Regions from separate parts of the Hordeum vulgare genome. Here all the other regions are linked to region 1. The links are chromatin contacts, called in public Hi-C maps. All regions are on one chromosome and are shown on one strand. Each heading gives the region's core, a stretch centred on a gene start, on an enhancer-like site or on the middle of the called end of the contact. The rest is flanking DNA. Distances are from core to core; before and after follow the strand shown. Region 1 has its middle 270 kb from the start of LOC123447931. Region 2 has its middle 82 kb from the start of LOC123447932. Region 3 holds the start of LOC123447932 (NAC domain-containing protein 71-like).

The links. Hi-C and Micro-C count contacts between places; a contact is called where the count stands out from the background.
Region 2: a contact with region 1 is called in a Hi-C map of seedling, with 5 times the contacts expected there. The contact joins two enhancer-like sites. A contact is called at or near these places in 2 of 6 Hi-C or Micro-C datasets (leaf and seedling).
Region 3: a contact with region 1 is called in a Hi-C map of seedling, with 5 times the contacts expected there. The contact joins the promoter of LOC123447932 here to the enhancer-like site in region 1. A contact is called at or near these places in 1 of 6 Hi-C or Micro-C datasets (seedling) and 1 of 1 datasets of contacts at active chromatin or transcription factors (embryo).

What each region holds. Positions count from the first base shown.
Region 1 is chr4H:75,648,800-75,653,034 of MorexV3_pseudomolecules_assembly, reverse strand. No RefSeq gene overlaps it. Among protein-coding and RNA genes, the nearest start is that of LOC123447931, 270 kb to the right of the region's middle. Within about 2 kb of position 1,629, at least 3 of the 3 cell types and tissues checked have open chromatin away from gene starts, as enhancers often do. A contact at or near this core is called in leaf and seedling, where this site is marked.
Region 2 is chr4H:76,001,574-76,005,688 of MorexV3_pseudomolecules_assembly, reverse strand. No RefSeq gene overlaps it. Among protein-coding and RNA genes, the nearest start is that of LOC123447932, 82 kb to the left of the region's middle. Within about 2 kb of position 1,643, at least 3 of the 3 cell types and tissues checked have open chromatin away from gene starts, as enhancers often do. A contact at or near this core is called in leaf and seedling, where this site is marked.
Region 3 is chr4H:76,083,859-76,087,965 of MorexV3_pseudomolecules_assembly, reverse strand. LOC123447932 (NAC domain-containing protein 71-like) reads right to left here and starts at 2,800. Exons shown (of 2, transcript XM_045124666.1): 1 at 2,185-2,800; 2 at 460-1,711. The coding sequence starts at 2,652. The coding sequence ends at 1,181.

The sequences.
Region 1 (4,235 bases), core at 380-2,879:
CAGTCAGATAAGTTTTTTTTTACCGTGAGAATCAATGGTGAGGGACTACAGCAAAACGTATGTAGAATAGGTCTATAAAATGCTATGAACTTTGCTTATGCACCTGGTTGATTCCGTCTATTTGTGTTAGAAAAACCACGGATTCAACTCAAATTAATTGGAATCCGTGGAGATTCCGGTCGCTATGTTGATGTGTATGCATCATGCATGACATTTACTAGACGCGTACCCGCAAATATACTTCAAACAAATCCTGCGAGCTGCAATTAGTACGACTAAATTAATCGATTAACTATCTGATTCGGTTGATCATTACAGCCAAACCAAGCAAGGACCAGAGCTCCTTTGAGTTAAACAATACTCAGAAACAAAACTAAAATAAATGTATGTGGCGCTAGGGCGCCGTGGTTTCGAAGAATCTGCATCAGGCTGGATCAATTTAACTTTTCCTGTACATCGATCCAGTCAGCTCGCATAAAATAAAAGTTTCATAAGGAAATAAACCACGGCAACTAAGTACCACATACTATTGAGTAACCATTAAGCATTCAGATTATAGTAATGGATGTGGCATCATGCCGCCGTTGTTGCCACCAAATCAGCACAAGTGTTTATCTTCTAAGCAACACTCATCTATATGTCGACTTGTCTATGCCATCGATCGCTGGTGGGATGTGGACGGGTTCATGGCAAGGTGCTGTGTACCGTGGAAAAGATCAATCATTCGAGTGGACGTCACTGCACCCTTTTCCAATAATGCTTGTTTTATAACCGCGTTAATATGTTTGTCTCGTGGTCATTCGCCGCAACTTGCATGCGGGCCTGCCAATACTGTTGTTATTGCGTCTCAAGAAGGGCGGATTGTTGTTGGAGTTTTTTTGGACATAGGTTTGTTGGTCTACAGATTGGCGTGATTTTCGGAAATTCGTTTTCAAGATGATGGTTGAAACAACATCGCTTATGGTCTTGACATCTAGGATGAAAATCCTTGTTTTGATCGTCTTTGGCCGAACATGACGACCGTATTAAGAGGGCGCATATTCTTTTTCCAAAGCGTTGCTTCGGAAAAATTCAACTTAGTCATAGACGATGTTTTATTTCATATCTATCCCCTCATACTGATATCCGGGACCATAGGATAATTGTTTGCATATGCACCGATGCACGTGAAGTAGGGGGTGAGATACGTGGGAAACCCCCGGAGTTTTTCATCTACGCGGGGAACCGCTCGAGTTTTCATCTACGTGGCTCGAGTAAGAATGCGTGCGTGGCTTGGCTCCCAGTTCTTTATTTCCCTCAAAAAGACTCACCACACCAGTCTAGTCTTGGGTGGGTCGAGCATGAGCATAAACAATGGCGTGTGACTCGAGTCTGACTCTGAACCGGGGTGCAGTAGCGGCGGTGGAATCCGTTGACGGGACCGACGAGGGACCTTGGTGGCCAAGGCAGTGCTCTACGTACCAAGATTCCAGCGACAACACAAGGGAACCAGCCGGCGACAAAGCAAGGATAAAGAAAGGCGAGATTATGTGGCGACGCGATCGCGATCGAGGGTTTACCATAACATAACAAGATGGGCGGGCATGTGGATGTGGGCTACCTCGTTGCCGCGGCGGGGGGCGACGAGGCGCCGCATGCGCGCGGGCCCCACCACCTTGGGATGCTGTACGGCTGGGAGCCGTGTGAACCCTCAACCTTGGCATATGCGACGAGTGTACCAAATGGCAGCTAGGAGCAGTGAACTTGACTGAAGTTTAGAGACATGGAGGCTGGGCATGCAAAGACGTGCATGCACGCGTCATCTTTTGAGATACTCGCGGTGTCCTCTCTAATTCCAGAATTTTCTTTCGTCTAGAGCAAGTGTGGAGGAAGCACAGGTCTTGGCATGCCTCAAAGTTCATCATTTATTTCTGGAATGCATTAACATGCCAAACATCATCGAAGCATACTAGAAAGGTGGTCATCCAGGGCAATATTGGATGGCAACGGGTCTATGCTCTTTTCTGAAAGGGGGGTAACCGTTAACTTTGGTCTTTGCATCATGGTGGACACATTTGTTTTTATAGGAGTAATAAAAGTTTGAAGTAGACAATATACATCAAATAAAGGTTACAACCATAAGGCATACCATAATACGAGTAACTAAGGTAGTATCATGTACTTGGGACTAGTATACTGATGTGGCAGACAATTAAAGAAAGAGAGAGAGGGTTACAGTACGTAGTAACATACTAGATAGATACCGTAACATGTTAAATGTTATGCTACTATGTGTCATGCAAGTCAATATATGATGTCATCTATGATACTAGTTTATGATACTATGCATTATAAAGATAGTATGGAGTACAATAGTATCATATGCATGATACTACTATATGATACTCTCCACTATGACCAGCCTAGCCGAACAGTAAAGATTACAAGACTGATGCACATAACATATTAATGACTCGCCAGCCAAGCTTGTTGAATAAATCATGGTTGCACCCAAAGGTCATACATCCTGGGAGTCTACATGCTAAAGTAATGACCACGTATGAATTCACGATGTCGCCTTAAAGATGATTTGCAAAGAAAAACATATTGGATATGTTAACCACATTGTCGTTCCGACGATTCCAAATTGCCCACTAGGCACACAACAACTCCCACCCGAAGACAACCCTTGAGTTTTGGTCGAGTACCCGCCAACTAATACCCGAGCCGATTTGGTATACTTGCCGGAGATGACTCGTACGCCAAATTAAAGTGGCAAGCATGCAACATAGAAACAAGGTGGTGAATATGTTTATTCTTGATTATAAAAGTAATAGCTTTTATTTCTTGCAAAAAAAAGAACATTTTTTAAAACCTCGACGGTTTCTTTTCACTAGATTATCTTTACAGAGATGAGGAGGTTTGAGGATGATGACGATAAATGTTTCTAATTGTAGATTCTTGAAGGTGGGTTGAGAATGTTAAGGACAAACACCACCATAGTTTTGTGGCTTGTCGCTCCTTCCTATGTAGATCGATGAACTACTTCCTCTTTCACATGTGCCATGAAAAAAAATCAATGAGTATTTTGATTGTGCTAGATCATCACCCGCAAAAAAAAACATGGTCACTGCCTGGGAGAGTAGCTAGTGAAAAGAAAGTTCGAAAACACCACCAAGGAAGATAACGACCGTTGGTGTCGTCGTTACCATCATCGACCCCCCGTTGAAGCCCAGCCCTGGCTCGCACAAACAGCCCCCGCAAACCTTTGTGAAGAGTTCAGTTACACAAAACAACAGTCACACCTTGTGTATTACTAAGCAGAGATATATTTTTTTTGAAAATGTTTGTTTTTAATGCATGGAAGCAGAGAAAGCATATTTTTTTACATGCCGCTAGTTCACTCATGTGGGCTTCTTGTCGTAGGACCTCGACATGTCCACCAATGTAAAGTGGCCACACATAGCATTTGCTCCCCATTTGCATTATGTAATACTCCGACAGTAAATTACAACGAACTAACCGATGATTGGATAGCTAGAAAAACAATGGTTTCCTAGCCATCAGAGTTCAAGTTCTAGACTTGACACTGGTGTTCATATTTTTTGAATTTATTTTACTCTTTTTGATGATGTACGTTTAATGAGAAGTGACATTTTCATCGACTACGAATGCTTCTGTGCCTTCTTTATCAATTTTAAAATGATGTGTTGACTTAGTCTTTCGAAAGTGTCCATAAAAATATGACATACATACGTTCATAAAGATGTATGTATTTGTATATGTCTAAGCATGTGCATTTATACTGTGATAAGAAGAATAATGTTACATCCATAAAGGCTTATTTAAATATTTTACGACAAACTGATATGTAGGATTGTGATTGGTAATAGGGGTGAGGGGTCCATCCCCACTAAAAATCACAAAAAGAGAAAGAATTAGTAGTTTGGAAGGTAAGTAAACATTTATAAGTCTTTATAGATCTAACATTATTAATAAGAAATAGTTGTACCAACCAAACTATACGCGGCGATGCAAAGCCGCCTGCCAGTCGAAGGCCCGGCCGTAGTCTGAATCAGGTCACTCGACGACACTGTCGCGTGGGACCGGAAATGTCTGAGCCCACCTGCCATGAGACAGCAGCATGCATGCATGCATAATTAGGCACGCCAACCAAGCGAGATGAAATGAAATCAAAAGCACCCGTCGATATTGGTTTGACGCGGCGAGCATGAGCCGTCCTCCCCTTTTCACCA
Region 2 (4,115 bases), core at 394-2,893, 350 kb before region 1:
CTCGCACCATCATCAGCTGTCAGCGCCTTCATCACCCGCTCCTCCTCCCTCCACGACCCGAGCGACCTGGTGGGGCATGGACAGGCGGGAGTTGGCGGGGCACGGGCGGGCGCGACCCGACGAGGCATCGGCATGAGCCGGTGAGGTGGTGAGACGAGCTGCGAGGCGATGAGGCAAGATGCGCAAAGGCGAGCTCGTGGGGATAGGGCGAGCTGTGCGGGAGCATGGGCAAGAACGAGCTGGCGGGGCACAAACAGGGTGATGACACAGAGGCCAGCTGGCGGGGCATGGGCAATGCCCGTGCGGCCGTGTGGGCGCGGGGCGGCGAGGCGGGGCGGCGAAGCAGAGGCGATCTTACGGGGATGGAGCGAGCTGCTCACTCCCGAGGGGTTTGACAAAATGCTAACATGAACATGTACATAATATTTATGCTTTTTCATTGAACGCATTGATCGACCCAAACTTCAAAACTAACATAAAAGAACGGGCACACGATCTAAACGGATAAAAACAGATAGAACGCGTGTGAATCGGTTGGGGTTGCTCTCGTATGATTAAGAGCAAGTATAATAGTATAGCCAGCTGCTCGCTATAAGCTATTGTCATGTTATCTATAACCCATCTTATAGCCAACATGCACAATAGTTCATTGTAAAAGTGTACTACTTTTTTATTATGTGGTCCACCTTTCATACTCACAAAATGCCTAGGAGCACGTGCTAGCGCTTACCTTCTCTCCTCTTCTCTTTCCTCTAACGAAACAAAAACATATTAGTTTATTTGTTATAGCCAGCTGACTCAACTCTATTGTACTTACTCTAATGTGGATGTTGAGATGTACGGGCATGCGTGGTCCCTGCCTGAGCTGAGGTGGTATATACAGAGCCAATGCATGTTTCGGTAGGTATAAGGCAGGCAGCGGTACAGAACCAATATATTCCTTTCATTTTTAAATATATATCTTTTTAGACATTTTAATAAAAATACATACAAAGCAAAATAAATGAATTCATATTTAAAAATATGTCTATATACATTTGTATGTAATTCAATAGTGGAATCTCTAGAAGACTTATACTTCATTTGTTTCTAAATATTTATTTTTCTGAAAATTTTATTATAAACTATATACTGATGTATACAAACATAATTTAAAATACAGATTAATTCCTTTTATTTTATATGTAATTCATAGTTGAATCTATAAAAACACAAATATTTAAAAACAGAGTGCGATAATGCGAGGTTGCATGCACGTACGGCCATTCATGTGTAGATCGCGCATGTTCGCGTGTGCGACACGTAAACTGCCGCGATGCGATGGTGCAGCACTGCAACTAGATTGACCCATGTGACGAACTGAAGACCATGCATGTGGCCAACGACGCACCCGCACAACCCAACTGTACGGTCAGCGACGTCGACCTGACCAGAGCATCATCGCGACGAGCCGCGAATATCCCACGAGCAACCGCTGTAGGGGGGCCGGGCGAGACCGCCGGGGCGAGCCGCACACGCGTGGCCGGCGACGTGGACCGGAACGCGCCTTTGGCTCATCGCAGACGGGCCTCGTGGAGTCACCGTGGCCAAAAAGGCAGCTTGAACATGACGTGGCCCACGCCACGTCACCGTGCGCCATGCACTCATCCCCGGACCGGAGGCCAACTGTCTCCCGTCGAGCGAGTCCGGGTAGTCCGCAATTCTGCACGCGGCGCTGGACTTTCCCAGTGCGGCGAGACGCCGGCGCGAGGTGCGGGTGAGCCACACATCGTTGCGTATCGTTGCCCCACGCGTCCGGTGGCGAAGCGCCCGCGCTGGTGGGCCACGGAACTCCACCGTGCGTGTACATATCCCTTGTCGCTCTTTGTACAGCATGTAGACCACTAGTTTGTTTAAGGCTTCTTCAAATACAAAACAAAGATACTTAGATAAAAGAAACAGTTTTTTATTTAACACTATCTTAAATTTTCTTTCCTTATTTAACAATGAGTAGTTTTCTCTTTCCTATATTATAATGAGTTTAAATCTCATGTCTTTTATTATATTTTGATCATTTTATGCCTAAATGTTATCTAAAAAGACTATTTTGCCCCTCATATGATATGTGTGTGTGAGACAGTAGCACACATAATATCAATGCGGGGCAGTAGCACATACAACGATAGTAACACATATGCAACAGTACATATACATGCAGTAACGCACTGTAGCACACACACACAACGCACAATGGCGGAGGATTCCGGTGGGCAAGGTGTGGCAGCCGCCCCACCTTGATTTGGTCCAGTTTCCCCTTTATACCTACATATAGGAAAAAGTTTAAAATGAACCTTGAACTCGTAGAGGCTAGCGAAATTGGACCCCCAAGTCCAAGTCCCTGAAATCAGCACTCCCAACTCTCGAATTCCGGTCTAAATTAAACTCTGGAGGCCTTCCCAAATAGGGAGCTAGGATTGCTTTTTTTCATGTTAGGCGGGCAGGGGGGGGTGAGGGAATTGGTTGGTATGTTTGGGCCAGCTGGACCGGCCCAGTGAGAGAGACCATGTACTCGGGCTTATGCACCCCTTCCAGTCGAAGGAGCCCATGACGGTAGAAGTTGAGGAGGCCTCCCCTGCTTTTTCTCTGCTTTCCCGGCGTGAATGGCGACAGGCGGGTGATCGACCGCGGCGGCGACGATCGAAACGACGATCTGCGACGAGTAACGAGAAAAGGTATGTCCTTGAAATCCTCCTCTTCTGGCCACCGTCTTGAGGCCTCTGTCCGTAGCATTAGGGTTAGGGTTTATAAGGGGAAAAGTTGTAATTTTCTATGACGGAAAAGAAGGGTTTTTGTTAGATTTGGAGTCGATTCTTCTGTTTATATGGTATTAGTATCGCAGAAGAGTGATATGGTTGTGTTTATTTTTAGTTAAACCATGGACCAGATAGAGATTCTAAATGTTAGATTTCACGTGGGAGGCGAGTTCATCCGCATTGGTCTGAAACTAGATTATGTTGGGGGTGATGAGGAGTATTCTGAAATCGAGAGGGACAAGCTATCATTGTAGGATGTAAAAGGTTACTTGAAGGATCATGTGCAGCTGAAAGAATCAATGAAGATATATTTTCTCATTCCTGCGAAAGCTTTGGCAGATGGATTTGTATTTCTGAATAATGACATGAAATGTGTTGAGATGGGTGAGTATGTATGTGTTGGAAGAGTGGCTGATGTTTATGTTGAGTACCATGGGGAGGAGGACAGTGAGGATAGTAGTAGCTGCAGTGATTTTGAGGATGAAATTATGCATATAAGTGATGATCAACCTGCTCTCATGACTGCTGAAGCTGGGTCTGAAGATGTTGTTCTAGTTCCTGATGACACAGGTGTTATTACTGAAATAATTTCTAGTGTTGTGAAGTATTCAAGAGCAAGGAGACATCAAGTGGCTACTGATATTGATGAACCTGTGTTTTCCCAACTTTGCAATCCAAGTCAAGCTTTTGTTTCTGATGCAATGCCACAAACTGTTGATGTAAGCCCAATTTATGTTTCTTCACAACAACCTTTGATGGCAGCTCCAGTTGTTGAAAGTGAATACAGTGACCCTGAATACATGCCTCATAGCGAGGACAGTGGTGAAGGTTCGGAAGTGGTAGAGCTAAGAAGGCATGCCAGGATTTTTTTTAAAAAAATTGAAAGATACTAAAAGCTAGATTGGAAGAGATCTCACTGAAGCAGTCCCAGTTAATTTGATTGCAAACATGGAGGAACAGCTGGATGGAGATGAGAAGGACTCGAACTATGATTCATCAGATGAGGACTACTGTTATAGTGAAGATTCAGATGGAAAGTCTGTGAGGAGGAAGAGCAGGTTTCCAAGATAGAAGAATGGCACAAAAATTCCAAAGTTTGTGTTGTCAATGGTCTTTAGAAGCAAGAACCAACTTGTGAAAGCACTAAGGAGATATGTGCTGGTGACAAAAAGAAGCACTGTATTCAAAAAATCAAAGTCCTTGCTACATCATTGAAACATTCAACATAATTTATGACCACTCCTTGCAACCCGTGGAGGGTGAGGAGACGTGGGCTATTTCTGCTAATCCTAGGCCACAAGCACCTGGTTATGTTAGGATGCT
Region 3 (4,107 bases), core at 1,551-4,050, 430 kb before region 1:
GTGAGCCCATATCCGGTCCATGCTACCCGCAACTGCGGTCGAACACCCACCGAATGTAGGCAGAGGCAGCGCTGCCTCAAACTCCAAAACCACCCCTCGCCAACCACCACCGCCGCCGGCCTTAGATGAAGCGGCCTTTAAACCCGATGCCCTGCCATCGAGCGAGGGCGCACCTCTCTCAGTCGCCACGTAGCCATAAAAAACGTGCCATCGTCACCATCCCCGAAGCGGGCCGAGCTTCGCCCGAAGGGAGGAAGGTGAAGGGAGGGGCAGCCGGTTAAGGTTTTTTGGAGACGACGCGGGGGTTGGGAGAAAACGATTGGCCACGAGGAGTCGAGAACCAACAGATTACTATCACGAAGAACAATGGTAGAGCAGCAGTCTCTCTCTCGGTTCAGTCGTGCAACGGTGCAAGCAAACATCAGCAGGCGTAGGGCAGAAGCAAAATGAAGCCATATATAACTACAATTGACACCACTGCTTAGTTATTACGATAATTGCATTACAAAATTGGCTTTCCAGGTTACGCGAGAGACCACCACTGAAAGCGACTCTATCATCATCTTCGCAATTACAATTACATGACACAACAAAACCTAAAGGCGTCAGCCAGTTGCCACGACACTGAACCAAAGTCCTTCGAGAGAGAAAAAAAATTAACTCGAACCAACTCTATACTAGCTACACAACACAATCTACAGCCCCTGAATCCAAAACTTGAGTTTCTTTTTCTTGTCTGACCTCTAACTTCAGTTTCTTGTTCAGTCGTCTAACCTAAAAGCATCTTAACTAATTACCACAACAAAAGTTGACATTTGACAGGCTACACTACCCGACGGCTACCTGACTATGCATGCTTGCCATGCCCAAGCGGGAGGCAAAGAGCAGGGGCATGGACCTGGTACAGTGATCCTTGTACCGAGGTACCAAATGCCATTCCAAAACCTGAGGAGGCTAATGTTCGGGAAGACTCTGCACCCGAACCCGATCGCTTGATCAAGGGTGCGCGGGTTAATCGTCCTTAACTCTCTCTAATCTGCTTGGGTTTTCGGAAGCTTGCACGCCTAATCAGTCACCTAGACATGTGATCAGTTTTCCTGAACTGTATTACACGAGACCTGATGGACATGTTAGTGGGGGCTGCTAAGGAGGAGTCTGACGGATGCTGCGCTGCGCTCATTCAGAACGGTTTCTGCAGGTACGTGAGCATGTCCCCGAACGCGGCGGCGTCGCGGGCGAAGGCGCCCGGCGACGGCGGGTCGAAGATCAGCGAGCCGTCGATGACGAACCCGTCGTCGTCGATGACGCCGCCCCAGTCGTCGCCTGGCCAGCCTCCGGCGAGGCCGGCCGCGTGCTGGCTCTCCGCGTAGTCCATGTCGCTAGGGAAGTCGGGCGAGGGCGAGGACAGCGCGCGCTCCGAGGAGCTGGAGTCCGTGTGCAGGCGCGGCATGGAGTGGTTCGAGTCCCTGTCTGCCGACCCGGACCGGTCGAAGCAGAGCATCTCCGTCGCCGGCGGCGACGGCTGCTGGTAGAACCCGTAGTCAGAGAGCTCGACCTTCATTGCCGGCCCAGGAGCGTAGTGTCCCTGCCGCGGGTTCTTGGCAGCCGGCGCCGGCGCCGGCTTGACATCGGCGACGTCGGACTCCACCGTGTCGTACCGCTCGATGACGCCCTTCTTGTTGTAGATTCGGCACAGCACCCAGTCATCCAGCTGCAAAGATCAATCAAGAAGGAAAAAAGTATCAGCGATGGCGATCGATGGAGCTAGAAGAACAAATAAAAAACTAAAGCTAGTGTACGTGTACGTGGACAGGAGATGGCGGGCGATGGGGCTGGCGCCGTTGTCTCCATCCCGTGGTGCGTGAGCCATGACGCCATGCGACCGCCGCAATTGCTTTCCGCACGTCGCTGGCAAACTACAGGCTGTGACGAAAGGGACAACTTGAGCGTGCTGCAACTTGGAGTTGGACCCCCGGCCCTTTTTCTCTTGTTCTTTTTTCGTATGGCCACGAACCTAACCTGCCAATTGACTTTTTCTAAAGCTAAAATACAAGTTGCTATTTCAAGAAAGATCTCCCGGTCGATTTCTTTACTAAATGCAAAGTAAACCTCTCGCTAATGCTAGAAGAGGAAGGGATTAAACGAGGCAGACAAGCATCAGCGCAGATTGACAAAGGTGGTTACCCTGAGCGCGTTGTTGGACTTCTTGCGGGCGGCGGCGGAGCGGTCGACGTCGGCGAGGCGGTACTCGTGCATGATCCAGTTGGTCTTGACGCCCTTGGGTGGCTTGCCGGCGTAGAAGACGAGGGCCTTCTTGATGGCGACGGGGCGGGGCGAGCCGACGGGCTTATCGGCGCCCGTGGCCTTCCAGTAGCCCGTCCCGGCGGCGCGGTTCGGGCGCGACCCGTTGGGGTACTTGCGGTCCCGCGGCGAGAAGAAGTACCACTCCTTGGAGTCCTGGCCTCCCCCCGCCGCCTTCTCCGGCAGCCTCCACGGCTCCAGCTTGTACAGGTCGACCTCGGCGATCACCGGCGCGGCGATGGGCAGGCCGCCGCACTTGCGGCAGAGGTAGTACATCACCAGCTCCTCGTCCGTGGGGTGGAACCTGAACCCCGGGGGCAGCTGGAGGGCGCCGTCGAAGCCGTGGTCCATTCACGAACGGGGGCTTGGCTTGAGCGAGCTCGGAGGAACGGGCGGCGGGCGCTCGCGCGATCGGTTGTAGTGGAGGCGAGGCGGCTGTCTCGACTATCGGCGGCGGCTCTTGGGGAAGATTTGGAATGGAACATGAGCTCCCCGTACCTGCTCGTATATATAGCCCCAAGGTGCCGACGCGTGTCGACGGGCGGATGTGACGCACGTGCAGGTTGGGGAGGAGGGGCTGGTTGACCGTGGGATTAAGGGCCACGTGTCGATCATCGGACGGGCGACGCGACGTGTGAGCGGTGGGATGTGGCGTGGGGCCAGCGGGGGGGCGCAATTGTCATGGATGACGTCAGCAGTTGTGTCGCCGTCTGGGATGGCGAGGGAGCATCCGACCCCGTGAGATATGACGAGGGGCGGTCCGTACCTGCCTGTGTGGTGGGGCCAGGGAGGCATGTTGCGCGGGGCCCGCCTGGGGTTTGCGCCCCTTGGTATAATTGTACGGGTCGTCGAGATTCCCAGCGTCCACTTGGTCCATCTGGTGGCTCGGCTCGTAGGGGTAAAATAATGCTTCGTTGCGGATTCCGTGGATTTCGGGGTTTTAAAACCTGCATCGATCCCCACCGTCGATGATATCTAGGCACCTTGTGGTCAGCTTTTAGGGTAGGTTAAAATCGTCCTCTGTTGAACTTGAAACTGAAACCTGTACTGTCACGTACTCCTAGGCGACTAAGTGCCCCATAGGTGTAGCTCCCTAGGACAACTTTTGTGTGGATTTAATCTTTCTCTTTTGTTTGTGCAAACCTAAGAACAAATATATAGTATAATAGGGTACATTCAGTACGATTAAAGTATTATATTTTTGTTGAATTAGGTGAAAGAGAAGAAAATTTAAGACAAATTATGAAGTAAAGTAAAAAATATATTGAAAAGATGCAAGTCATCACCTCTCTACTTTTTAATTACCCAAGACACAATGAGCTAAGTGAATGTAGAAATTTAGGAGACCATATGTAAAATATATTGTTCTTGATTACCGGGTGATGAGAGAGAAACATTTCTCCCATTTTAAAGTGTATTGGTAAGAGAAAAGTACACTCTTTTATGAATAATTTTTTAAGCCAAATGTAAACTCTTCATCGGACGGAGGGAGTAGATAGTAACATAGTCTAGGATAGCGTGTATGTCTAAATATGTATTATATGTGGAAAAAAATAATTAGAAACTACATCCGTATACAAATCCAGTGATATAGTTTTCATGACATGTAGTAGTACCGTATATTTAATTCCTCAAATCAATGATCTAAAACTACGCAAATACTTAAAAAAGAAGCCCAATGCATGAAGAACTTTAGTAGCTAAATCATTAAATATAAAATGGTTAGATACAACAAGTTAAGTAACCATCCATTGGTGGCTTTATTTTTTATTTTTTAATGTGTTTCACACCTCATATTAGCACCGC